Linked DNA regions of Oryctolagus cuniculus: region 2 is linked to region 1. Evidence: chromatin contacts called from public Hi-C data. All regions are on one chromosome and are shown on one strand. Each heading gives the region's core, a stretch centred on a gene start, on an enhancer-like site or on the middle of the called end of the contact. The rest is flanking DNA. Distances are from core to core; before and after follow the strand shown.

What was found. Hi-C and Micro-C count contacts between places; a contact is called where the count stands out from the background.
Region 2: a Hi-C map of psoas muscle shows a contact between it and region 1, with 1.8 times the contacts expected there. The contact joins the enhancer-like site here to the promoter of TXLNB in region 1. A contact is called at or near these places in 2 of 6 Hi-C or Micro-C datasets (psoas muscle and an unstated tissue).

Annotation. Positions count from the first base shown.
Region 1 is chr5:29,547,246-29,553,994 of mOryCun1.1, reverse strand. It overlaps TXLNB (taxilin beta), which reads right to left and starts at 2,388. Exons shown (of 11, transcript XM_070073497.1): 1 at 2,193-2,388.
Region 2 is chr5:29,612,680-29,619,488 of mOryCun1.1, reverse strand. No RefSeq gene overlaps it. Among named protein-coding and RNA genes, the nearest start is that of TXLNB, 64 kb to the right of the region's middle. Within about 2 kb of position 4,223, at least 1 of the 8 cell types and tissues checked has an H3K27ac peak or open chromatin away from gene starts, as enhancers often do.

The DNA of each region.
Region 1 (6,749 bases), core at 1,139-3,638:
TATTAGTTTTCATTCAAAGTTAAATTACTTAATACAATAGCCAATTAACTTTAAATGATTCATAACAATAATGCCCCTAACTTTATATTGACCTGTAAGTAAAGAGTTGATTAGTACAGATGGTTGGATGTAAATGAATTATTCTAGTGATTCAGGAGATATTCTTGCCTTTCTAGTATTTTCTTTTTCCCAGATGAGCAACATGTTATTAATTGTCAATCAGCAAAAATATTTTTCCTGAAATTCATTCTAGCATCATTTTTGTAATAAGACGTGGAATAAGGGAAGGTGTAAATAAACCAACCAATATGGAAACATGGTAATGCTTATAATAATAGCAATTTCTTAAATTTCTACAATAACTTTTTATTCCTCTATAAAAATCGGCTTTCTTTTAGAAGAAAGCAGATTATCACTTTCTATTCCAAGGCAAGTAACTCTAGGGAAACTTAATAATTTTTTTTTTTTTTTTTTTTTTTTTTTTTTACAGGCAGCGTGGACAGTGAGAGAGAGAGAGAGACAGAGAGAAAGGTCTTCCTTTGCCTTTGGTTCACCCTCCAGTGGCCGCTGCGACTGGCGCTGCGGCCGGCGCACCGCGCTGATCCGATGGCAGGAGCCAGGTACTTCTCCTGGTCTCCCATGGGGTGCAGGGCCCAAGCACTTGGGCCATCCTCCACTGCACTCCCTGGCCACAGCAGAGAGCTGGCCTGGAAGAGGGGCAACCGGGACAGAATCCGGCTCCCCGACCGGGACTAGAACCTGGTGTGCCGGCGCCGCTAGGCGTAGGATTACCCTAGTGAGCCATGGCGTCGGCCAATCATTTTTATTATATATCAAGTAAAAAAGCAGGGAAGGAATGAACTAGGAAAATAATGTAAGTATAACACAAGTTCTTAAGAAATGAGGAGTGAGGAACAAAGTTGTGTGGAAGATTACTGTAGGGTGTCTGGCTACTACCATTTCTAGATTTGCAATCAGTTTGTGTTAGTTCATTAAGTGATGGAACATTTTATCTGTAAATAATATTTAATGCTGATGATGCTACTTATGACCATAAAATATGGCACGATCCTCATCATTCATAGGTTTTGCTGCTATGGTCATGTGAAAGTGAGAACAAAAACATACTCTTGTATCAACGGCACAGCCCCCTTCCCTCATTCTCAGGGCAGTGGGTGTCAGATGTTTGGACACCAGCGAGAAAGGAAAAGCCAGAGCTTAGACATTGCCACCTACTTGTTGCTCTCACCAAGTACTCATTAAGTTAGAAGGAAGTTCTTTTTTTCTTTCACCAATTTTAATTCACCAATTTGATGATCAGATAATGTATGTAGTAGACAGCTTCTTTGTTTTCCTCATTGGAATCTCTTGATCTTGATCTCCACTTGTTAGGCACACTCATCTATATATAACTTATGCTTCCTCTAAACTCAAAGACACATGGCACCTGCTGTCCAGTCAGAAGTTATTTTAAGCTATTCTAAAATGAGTCATGGCATTTAGCACGTCATCCTTGGGCATTCAAGAGAATAATTTTTAAATCAAATTAAAACAGTATGTATTTAGTGACTTAAGACCATATGTGAGTTTTAAAATGTTGGGAACCCATATTAGAATCAAATCAAATCAAATCAAAATGAAAGCGAATTTCAATCAAGAATTTAAAACCGACTGTGTATGGAGTTTTACTGTGGTTAGTCTACATGCACATGTTTTGTTTGTATTTGATTTATTCTTCATTCTTCAGATGTCATTATCATTGATGTCTTTAATTCCACAAATATTCTTTAAACTCCTTTTCCACATTTACTTTAAGGCAGAATAACTGAGTCATTAACCACAGGACAACTCAATTTCTAAAAGTAGACTCAAGACAAATCAACAAGAGGAAAAAACATTGTTAGTTTTAAAGGACCCTTTTATATAAATTATTTTTATGTCAAAGAATTTAATTTTCACTTTCATCTATGTGAACTGTGTTGCCCTTTCCTCCCCTCCTCTGAGAGCATATTTCACTTGTGCTGGCAGTCCCAGCACTCACACATCCCTTCCTGAGCCACACATTTTAATTATAAATGCAACAATGGAAAGTTCTTCAACAGTTCACTGGCAGTCTCAAAGTTGCAAGTTTCGAGCACCACAAACCACTCCCTACATCTCACAGGGCTTGGGGGAGTGTTTGTCATACTTACCAGAAGGCAGGGAGCTTAAGCAGGAAGAGAAAGAGAGGAAAGCAGCAGCAAAGAGCAAGTCAGAGCGGCAGCAACAGCAGGAGAAGGCGGGCGGACTGTGTTCTTACAGGGGAGAGAGAAACCAAATACACACTCGTGCGCGCGCACACACACACACACAGGCACTGGTGGAGGCAGCAGGAGGGAGGAGGTGGGGGTGGGGAGAGGAACATCTTATGACACAGCAAGAGAGAAATCCACCCAAGCTTCAGTGGCTGTGGCCCTGGCAAATATCTGAGAAAACAGCAGTAGCTGGCAGATCTTATCAGACTCTCCACGTTTTGTTCTTCTAAAAATTTAAACTCTTAGTAGATAGCCCCTTGGCAAATACGATTTTTCACTGTTGTTCTTTTGGGCAGAGATCCGTTTTCCTTGGTTTATCTCCAGAGTGGGTTGTGGTTCATCATCTTTATTTTCCTACTTGGGGCTAGCCTAATTAGTGTCAGGTTTCATGCTGGAGGAATCCTGCAAAGCAGAAAACAAGGGCATACCGAAAAGGTGGTAGAGCCACGTTAATTCTGACGCTACAGTTGCGCTGTTTGCAAATGTGCAATAGCAGTGAAGTGAGCGTTTTGGAGCTGGGAGTAATCTTCATGTGCATGGTGACTGGCATGTCCTCAGAGAGTCCTTCCCAGGAGACTACCACATCTCGGGCCCTTAGGAAAGCAGTCTGCTTTATCTTCTTAGTGGGGTTTTCTCACCTCGCAGAGCAGCGTGTCCACCCCTTTCAAAGCCCCTGTGTGCTCCTCAATCTTCCTCAGAAAAAGAACCTCATTCCCACACACTGTAAAATGCTGTCTTACATTTACTGCCCTTTTCTTTCAGTTCCCAGGGAATGTGTTCCTACTTTTCCAAAGCAGATCCTTCTATGAGACTTTCTGCTTTGGGGACAGGATGGACCAAGTGGCACTCCTTGTGGTAGACCAAATAATGCCATCCAAAAGATGTCCATATCCTAATCCCTGTTCTGTGCACGTAACTTGACAAGGCAAAAACAATTTTGCCTTAGATTAAGGTCTTGGCGTGGGGAGATGGTTCTGGATTATGAACCACAGGGTTCTCATAATTGTAAGAGGAAGGTGAGAGGATCAGACTTAGAAAAGAAGATTGATGACCAGTAAAGATCAGCGTGATGTGTGGCAGTGAACCAAGGAATGCGGGAGGTTCTAGACACTGGAAAAGGCAGGGAAATGGATTCTCCTCTGCAGCCTCCAGAAAAATGCAGTACTGCTGGCATGTGGATTTTAGCCCCATTTAGCTCCTTTTGGGTTTCTTACAGAAGCATAAGATAGTAAGTTTTTTTTTTAAGCTGCTAAATTTATAGTAAATTGTTATGGCAGCAATAGGAAACCCAAAACATTGCACCCTCTCAAGCGTTTTCCTACTCCTTTCTCTGAGGTCAGGGGAGGCATAAATTATATATAGGTGAGCATAACTAATAAATAGAGGTCAGGGAAAAGAAATCTGGGTGATTTCAACAATGAAGCCGTTTACTGCATCATGGTAATAAAGTTAGTGAACTAAAATCGATGAAAGAAAAAGGTATTTCCTTCTAACGTTAATGAGCACTTAGTGAATGCTACAACCTGATTGTAGAAAATTGACCTAATGAGATTTGTCAGTAAATGAGTCAGTGCTTCTCAAATTTATGCACATTTTTTTAACAGAATAGTTTAAATAATGTTGAATTTAATTTAAAGGGAAAAATTCATTCTATGATTGAACTAAATTATTATTTGGACTAATATATACTAATATGAAAATAGATGTTTCTTATCCTTACAGTAATTATATAGTATAAAACCAATAAATGCAATTAAATTACCAATATTACTTTTTTTCTGGCAATAATGTTGTGCAGAGTCCAAGGTGCAACTTGCAACATGAATATTGGTGCTGACTGTTGGTCCTTTTGAGTTCATGGTGTTTTTCTATAAGAAGTGACTCAAGGTGCTGGTCTTGAGGCACAGTTGGTTAAAATACTGCCTGTGGTGCCATATTGAGCCCAGATCCCTGATAATGTGCCTGGGAAAGCAGCAGAAGATGGCCCAAGTACTGGGGCCCCTGCCATGTGGAAGACCTGAATGAAGTCCCAGGCTCCTGGCTCTAGCCTGGCCAAGCCACAACTGTTATAGCCATTTGAGGAGTGAACCAGCATATAGAAGATTTTTCTTTCTCTGTCTTTCCCTCTCTTTTTGATACTCTGTCTTTCAAATAAAATAAAATAAAGCTTTAAAAAGTGATACAGTTTCTTCAAGACTTGGCCCATTCAGATTATTACAGATGTTTCACTTGTGTCACCTGCTATGATTTAATTTGATACTGACACATCCTTTATTGCTTGCTATGAGCTGGATGTTTGTATGCCCCCGAGTTCATACACTGACATCCGAACTCCCCAGTGATGACAGAAGCGAGTGCGGGTCTTTGAGAGATCATGATTAGGCTATGAGAGTAGCGCCCTCATGAATGGGATTATGGCCCTTATAAGAGCTCTTGGGGAAGAAGGAGGTACCTTTCTCTGAAGGGAGGAGGGAACTTCCACTTTGACTAAGACCCTGTCTGAATAAGATCAAAGTCAGCGAACTCAAAAGGCTTCCATAGCCTTGGCAACTCAAGACTAGAGCCTAGGGAGATTACTGACGCCATAAACAAGAGTGTCAAATCGTTAAGTCAACAACAGGAGTCACTGTGTACTTATTCCTCATGTGGGATCTGTCCTTAATGTGTTGTCCAATGTGAAGTAATGCTATAACTAGTACTGAAACAGTATTTTTATACTCTGTGTTTCTGTGTGGGTGCAAACTGATGAAATCTTTACTTAATATATGCTGAATCGATCTTCTGTATATAAAGATAATTGAAAATGAATCTTGATGTGAATGGAATGGGAGAGGGAGCGGGAGATGGGAGGGGTGCGAGTTGGAGGGAAGTTATGGGGCGGGAGCCATTGTAATCCATAAACTGTACTTTGGAAATTTATATTTACTAAATAAAAGTTAAAAAAAAAAAAAGAGCTCTTGGAGAAACTCCCTGGCCTTGTGCTGTATGCGATTATAGTGAGACGATGGCTGTGAGGAAATGGGCCCTCGCTAGAAACAGAATCTGGCTGCACCTTTTCTTGAACTTCCAGGACTGTGAGAACTAAGCTTCTGCTGGTTGTAAGCCATCTAGTTTGTTACTGCAGCCTAAACAGACTGAGACACTGTTTTTTTCATTTTCTGGCACTAAATACAGTAGTACTTCTTGGCCCTAAGTTGTGATAGCAAGCACACCACAATGGCAGTTACGTCGTGGCTGTCTGCGTGATTTGGAAGAGGATTCTACATTTGCAATTATAGTTGAAATGAAAACACAAAATTGTGGCTCCTAAGAATCCATGTGTGGTCTGATACAGACCCTCCAAAACTAGGGTAGGCTAATAAAGAAGGCAAATTAGTAGATTTAATGTTTTATTGTGAAGTTACACATTATACTTTTAAGCCTTTGGGCTGTTAAGGAATAAACTCATTTTTTCAAAGTAGTGTTTAGATTTTTATGCAACGTTATAGGAAAATAATTTTTAAAAATCAAACAGTACAAAAATGCATATCACAAGAAACAATCTGTTGTCCTCCAGCTTTCCTCCAACTTTGTCATGCTCTCTAGAGGTTCTAACCTTAAACTACTGTAGATTTTCCTTCTAAAATTTGTTTTCCTTTGTAAATAAAATGCCTATGTTGTCTGTTAACTCATCAGTTTTAGATATTAGCTATTGTATTTTTTTTTTTTTTTTGACAGGCAGAGTTAGACAGTGAGAGAGAGAGAGACAGAAAGAAAGGTCTTCCTTCCGTTGGTTCACTCCCCTAATGGCCGCTACGGCCGGCCGAAGCCAGGAGCCAAGTGCTTCCTCCCGGTCTCCCATGTGGGTGCAGGGCCCAAGGACCTGGGCCATCCTCCACTGCCCTCCCAGGTCACAGCAGAGAGCTGGACTGGAAGAGGAGCAACTGGGACTAGTACCTGGCACCCCAACCGGGACTAAAACCCGGGGTGCCGGCTCCGAAGGCAGAGGATTAGCCAAGTGAGCCATGGTGCTGGCCAGCTATTGTATTTCTATATGATAGATAAAGATTTTCATTATTTATGCCCACTTTGCTCATTTTCCTAATAAAATTGCATTTCAATTTTTAATACACATTCTATGTCTTCATTATTGAAACAGTGTTCTCTACTGAACCAGGTAGAGCACTGTGATTAGTTATAGTCTTATAAACTTTGTTTTCCTAATCATTTTCTTTCCTTCTCATTTGCCTAATATTGAGAATACTGCATTTCCAAGGTATACGGGAAATCTGCAAAATATTCCTACAAAATAGAATTTTCCCCAAGATTATAAATATCACATAATTTGTATGTTCTGGAATTTTCTTAGAGATGTCATTCCCCACAGGCAGACACCCTCAGAACCATGACTCCTTCCTGAGGGTGGACTGGTGACTTTGTAGGTCTGCTGCATAACTGTGGTTCTGCTGCTGCCTG
Region 2 (6,809 bases), core at 2,974-5,473, 64 kb before region 1:
TATGGACAATGGAGGGTGAGCAGAAAGGAATGTTTGCTGAGCGAAAAGCAAAAGGAAAAGCTGCCGGCAGTGCTGAGAGGGATCCCGGATGAGGTGGCCACTGAGAAGGAGTCGTCTGGGGGTTTATACCTTCCATGCCGTGAGGACATTTGTAACAGGGTTTTGCAGACCTGTCAGTCAGTCACCAATGACCTTCTCTTCGCTGGGGAGTTAGTACTGGGAGCTGGACGGGTTCAGCTGTAACCGCATCCTGTTTTGTTTTCAGTTTCTCTATCTTGTTTTTGAGTAGTCGGTGCGTTTTGCTCCAGGTGTGTGCCTCTGCATGTCAGGCTTGCACACCAGGCTTGAGTCTCTTAGGTCCTCCGTGTCCCTGACTCTGCTTCAGCCTCAGCTCTCTCCTGTCTCTGTCAAAACTACTATGAACACCTATGTGCTAGCAAATTGGGAAAAATTCAAAGAAATGCATAAATACCTGGATACATATAACCTATCAAGGTTAAATCAAGAAGATGTAGAAGAACTAAACAGGCCCATAACAAGCAACGAGATTGCAGCAATAAGTAAAAGTCTCCCACAAAAGAAAAGCTCAGGACCTGATGGTTTCACTACTGAAGCCATTCTTCATCCTCTTCTTCATTTTTTAAAGATTTTTTTATTTTCTTGAGAGGCAGAGTTACAGACAGACAGAGGGGGAGAGTGAGGTCTTCCAACTGCTGGTTTGCTCCCCAAATGGCTGCAATGGCTGGAGGCTGGAACTGGGATGTTCTGGAGCCAGAAGCCAAGAGCTTCCCCCAGTCTCCCACATGATGCAGGGGCCCAAGCATTTGGGCCATCTTCTGCTGCTTTCCCAGGCCATAACAGAGAGCTGGATCAGAAGTGGAGCAGCCGGGACTCGAATCAGTGCCCATTTGGGATGCTGGTGCTGCAGGTGGATGCTTTAATCTACTATGCTACAGCGCCAGTCCCTTTACTACTGAATTCTTCAAAACATTTAAAGAGGAACTAGTTATATTCAAACTATTCCAAAGCACTGAAAATGTTGGAACTCTGCCAAGCTCTTTATGAGGACAGCATCACTCTGATACCAAAACCAAGGGCACAACACAAAAGAAGAAAGGTATAGCCCATTATCCTTGATGAACATAGATGCAAGAATTCTCAAGAAAATATTAGCAAATAGAATCCAACACTACATCAAAAAGATCACATATCATGATCAAGTAGGATTTATCTCAAACAAGGGTGGTTCAATATTTAAAAATCAATAAACATCAACAGAATGAAAAATAAAAACTTAAGGTCATCTCGATACATGCACAGAAAGAATTTGATAAGATTCAGTATCTCTTCATGATTAAAAAAAACCCTCCAACAAATTAGGTATAGAAAGAACATAGCTCAAAATTTTAGAGCCTATATGTGAAAACAAATAGCCAATGTCACATTGAATAGGGAAAAGCTGAAAACATTTCCCCCAGATGTGGAACAAGACAGGTGTGTCCACTTTTACCACTCTTATTCAATATGCTATTGAAGTATTAGCAAGAGCAATTAAGGGCTGGCGCCGCGGCTCACTAGGCTAATCCTTCACCTTGTGGCGCTGGCACACCGGGTTCTATTCCCGATCGGGGTGCCGGATTCTGTCCTGGTTGCCCCTCTTCCAGGCCAGCCCTCTGCTATGGCCCAGGAGTGCAGTGGAGGATGGCCCAAGTGCTTGGGCCCTGCACCCGCATGGGAGACCAGGAGAAGCACCTGGCTCCTGGCTTCGGATCAGCGTGATGCGCTGGCCGCGGCAGCCACTGGAGGGTGAACCAATGGCAAAAGGAAGACCTTTCTCTCTGTCTCTCTCTCTCTCTCACTGTCCACTCTGCCTGTCAAAAATAAAAATAAATAAGTAAATAAATAAATAAAGAGCAATTAAGGAGGAAAAGGAAATAAAGGGCACAGAAATTGTAAAGGAGGAAATAAAAATATCTATGTTTGCAGATGACATGGTGTTGTACATGGAAAAACCTAAACACTCTACCAAAAAGCTGTTAGAACTGATAAACCAATTTGGTGAAGTCACAGGATACAAAATCAATATGCAAAAACTAACATTTTTATACACCAATAATGATCTTTCTGCAAGAGAAATCAAGAAAGAATTTGTATTCACAATAGCTACCAAAAATATTTAGGAAAATATTTGATCAAATAGGTGAAAGTTCTCCACAATGACGACTATAAAACATTGATGAAAGAACATATCAAGGACACACAACAATGAAAATATATTCCTTGCTTATAGATTGGAAAAATTAATATAGTTAAAATGTCTATACTACCTAAAGCAATCAATAGATTTAATGCAATCCCCATCAAAACACCAATGATGTTCTTAACAGAGTTAGAAAAAAATTCTAAAATTCATATGGAATCAAAAAAGACCCAAAATAGCCAAGGTGACCCTGAGCGGCCAGGAGTCAAGCTAGAGGTATCACAATTCCTGATTTCAGAGCCTACTATAAAGCTATAGTAATGCAAATGGCATGATACTGGAATCAATACCAGCATATGGATCAATGGAACAGAAGGAAGAACCTGGACATTAATCCATTTACGTACAGCCAGTTGATTCTTTGACAAAGGTGCCAAGAACTTACACTGGAGAAAGGATAGTCCTTTTGGTAAATGGTGCTGGCAAAGATGAAATTGGATCTCTCCCTCTCCCCATACACTAAAATCAACTCAAGACAGATCAAAGACTTAAATGTAAGACCTGAAACTATGCAACTGCTAAACGAAAACAGAGGAAACACTTCAAGACATTTATCGGTGATAAATTCTTGAATAAGACTCCAAAGACACAGGCAACAAAAGCAAACCTAGACAAAAAGGATTTTATCAAACTCAGAGGCTTCTTGACCAGAAAAGGAAACAATCAATGGAGTGAAGAGACAGAATGGGAGAAAATGTTTGTAAGCTACTTATGAGACAAAGAATTAATATCCAGAATATTTCATCAACTCGAAAGTCTGAACAACAACAAAACAATCCAGTTAAGAAATAGGCAAAGGACCTTCATAGATAATTCTCGATACAAATGGACAACAAATATATGAAAAAATGCTCAATATCACTAGCTATCAGGGAAATGCAAATTAAAAACAAAATGAGGTATCACTTCACCTCTGCTGGAATGATTATTATCAAAAACAGAGTAACAAATGCTGGCAAGGTTGTGGAAGAAGAACTCTTAGACACTGTTGGGGAGAATGTAAGTTAGTGCAGCCACTGTAGATAACAGTATGGAGATTTCTTTAAAAACTAGAAACAACTTGCCATATGATCCAGCAATCCCACTGCAGAGTGTATACCTAAAAGATCAATGTGTGTTGGGTTCTTGGCTTAATAGGTGCTTACTTAGTAACATGTGTAAGTTGTATATGACAATGTGTACATATTTGAGAAGTGTATGAGCACAGGGAATAGATTTAGCACTTTGAAACTTCTCCTGGCAAGGTTTTCCAAGAGGTGGGTCAGGTAGATGCTTAGGACATGTGCAAAGCAGCTATTTTTGAGAACAAAATTCCAAATATATTACTTGTTGATTGGTGATTCAAAACAAAACCAATGCCAACCACTGAAGAAGTCATCATGCCTTCTTAATCTGAAGCCGGTGACAGGAGCAGTAGCACCTAGGGAGAAACGGAAAGTTCCATCCTTTGGGTTACGTTCCACGTGAAGTAAATTGCACCTGAGTTCCTTGAGTGTACGTGATCGCTTGTGGAAGGCAGGTGTTACGTCTGTTGTCCATCTACTGCTTCTCTAGTGTGGTTTCTTTGTGCTTTTGCCCTTGCCCAGGGTCTAGCACAGGATAAGTACTTAAGTGTGTTCAGTGCTTAACTCTGCATTTGCTGGCTTGCTGGTTTATCACTTAAGGAGAATACAGCCTGGGTCCCAGGTGTACTTGAGTTGCATTTGTTCAGAGCAGAGTAGACTTCCTTGAGGCATTTTCAGTCTTGCAGTGGTAAGCGATCACTCAAGTGGGCAGAAGAGGAGGCCTATGGAATCGCTGTCCAAGTGTGCTTTTTAGTCCTGTTTGCTGGCTCAGGCAGTCCTGTCATTTATGACAAGCAGGCCTGGGCTGGCTGCAGTGCTGGCTAAGGCTCTGGCAGCTCAGTAGGTGGCACTGCTGTTCTCTCTTGGAGCAGACACGGGCAGCTCTTGGAGGAATGCAAATCAGCAACTCCAAGCAGCCTTTTGGGGCCAGCAGCAGCACAAACCCATGATCAGTGTGGTGGCAGCTGCTGCTGTCTGTCCCTGCTTGCAGGCAGGTTCAAAGGAAAGGCCTTCGGAATCTGTGAGACTGGAGACGTCACTGGTCTAAAATAAGCAGGTTAGGAACCAGTTATCTGGTTCCTTGCAGACATGTCCTGCAGCAGCTTGGAGGCTGACACAGCAAGCAGGCCTTCCCTCTTGCCACTGGTCTGCGAAATCTCATCAAAATGATCAGCCCTCACAGCCCTATCTTGGAAACAAGTTAGCAAGAATCTAGAATATCTAGAATTGTATTTGTTATAGCTGTGTGCTGACTCTTCTTGGTCATTGACTCCTAATGTTCTGTTTTCCTGCTGATATAAGAATGTTAGGCCTTGTTAGACAGCTGATAGGAAAAGATGGGAAATTGTGGTGATCATATTTTCTAAACCCAAAGTAGAGGTGCTGAGTATTAACCAACATTATAGACTGAGTTTATGTGTTCTCCCAAATTCATATTTTGAAATTCTACCACTAAAGTGATAGTGTTAGGAGATAGGGGCATTCGGTAGGTGATTGCTTCATAAAGCAAGAACTCTCATGAATGGGTGCCGTGCTTTTATGAAAGAGACTCTTACAAGTAAAATGAAAAATAAATACACTTAAAAATCTTTTAAATCATACAAAGTATGGTCTATGACTATAGCAGAATTAAACTATCAATTGATAGTTGTTAAAAGATAAGCAAAATTTTCAAATGTTTAGAAATTAATATACATATGTGACAAAGAAGAAGTCACAATGAAAATAAAAAACATTTGAATTGAACGATAGAAAAGTAATAGATCAAAATTCAAGGTTAAAGTCATTCTTAGGGAGTCTTAAATGCCTATGCTAGAAAAGAATAAAGGCAGAAAATCAATGATTTTTTTAAAGATTTATCTTTATTATTTATTTGAAGGGTGGAGTTACAGAGAGGGAGGAGTAGAGACAGAGAGAGAGAGCTTCCATCTGCTGCATCTGCTAGTTCAGTTGAAGATGGGCCAGTCCAAAGCCAGGAGCCAGGAGCTTCTTCTGGGTCTCCCACATGGGTTTAGGGGCCCTAGGGACTTCCACTGCTTTCCCAAGTACGTTAGCGGGGAGCTGGATTGGAAGTATTTTTATTTCTCTATACTGGCAAAAATTAGAATTTAATTATCACTTTTCAGTATAATCACAAAATACCAGATACTTAAAATTAAACCTAATGAAATATAAATAGACACCCAGCAAACTATAAATGTTATTGAAGAATAAAGAGTACCTAAATAAATGGATATATTTTCCACATTCATAGATTAGAAAACTCAATATTGTAAACATCAGTTCTTCCCAAGTTGATTTGTAAGTTAAATCCAATCCCCGTGAAAACTGTATGAGTGTGTGTATATAAACTGATAATATGATTTTTGTATATGGAAAAAAAAGGGTCTAGAATATTTAATACTATATTGAAGAAAAACAAAGCAGGAAGACTTACATTATCAGCTCTGAGGGTTTTTTGTAAAAAAATATAAAATTCAGTAACTACACCTATGTGGTATTGGAACATGGACAAATAAATCAATTGAACAGAAGAGTTTAGAAAAAGTCCCATCAACGTATGGACCTACCATTTTTTTAAAAAGATTTTATTTATTTATTTATTTATTTGAGAGGTAGAGTTACAGTGAGAGGGAAAGACAGAGAGAAAGGTCTTCTGTCCGTTGGTTCACTCCCCAAATGGCCGCAATGGCTGGAACTACGTCAATCTGAAGCCAGGAGCCAGGTGCTTCTTCCCAGTCTCCTACGTGGGTTTAGGGGCCCAAGGACTTGGACCATCTTATACTGCTTTCTCAGGCCATAACAGAGAGCTGTATTGGAAGTGGAGCAGCCGGGACTAGAACCAGCACCCATATGGGATGCCAGCGCCACAGGCAGAGGATTAACCTACTGTGCCACAGCATTGGCCTGGACCTTCCATTTATGACTAAGATAGATTTAAAAAGCAACAGAAGAAAATGGTCTGGTTTAAATCAATAGTGCTTGACCACTTGCCTATCTATATAGAAAAATTTTAATCTAATCACCTGTGTCATATTCTTCAAAAATCGATTCTGAGTAGATTGCATATCTAAATGTAAAACAATACAGATTCCAGAAGATAATCTGAGAGAATATCTTTATAATTTTGGAATTGATAAATATTTCTTAAACAGGAACAAATGGGGACTGCTGTTGTGGTGCAATGGGTTAATAAGGTGTGCTTTGTGTTGGGGCCGTCTTTGTGGTGTAGCAAGTTAAACTGCTGTCTGCAATGCCAGCATCCCATATGGGTGCCTGTTTGAATGCCTGCTGCTCTACCTCCGATCCAGCTCCCTGATAATGTACCTGAGAAACCAGCAGAAGATGGCCTAAATGCTTGGGCCCCTGCACCCATGTGGGAGACCTGGAAGAAACTCCTGGCTCCTGGCTTTGGTCTGGCCCAGCCCTGACCATTTGGAGAGTGAACCAGCGGATGGAAGACCTCTTTCTCTTTCTCTGCTTCT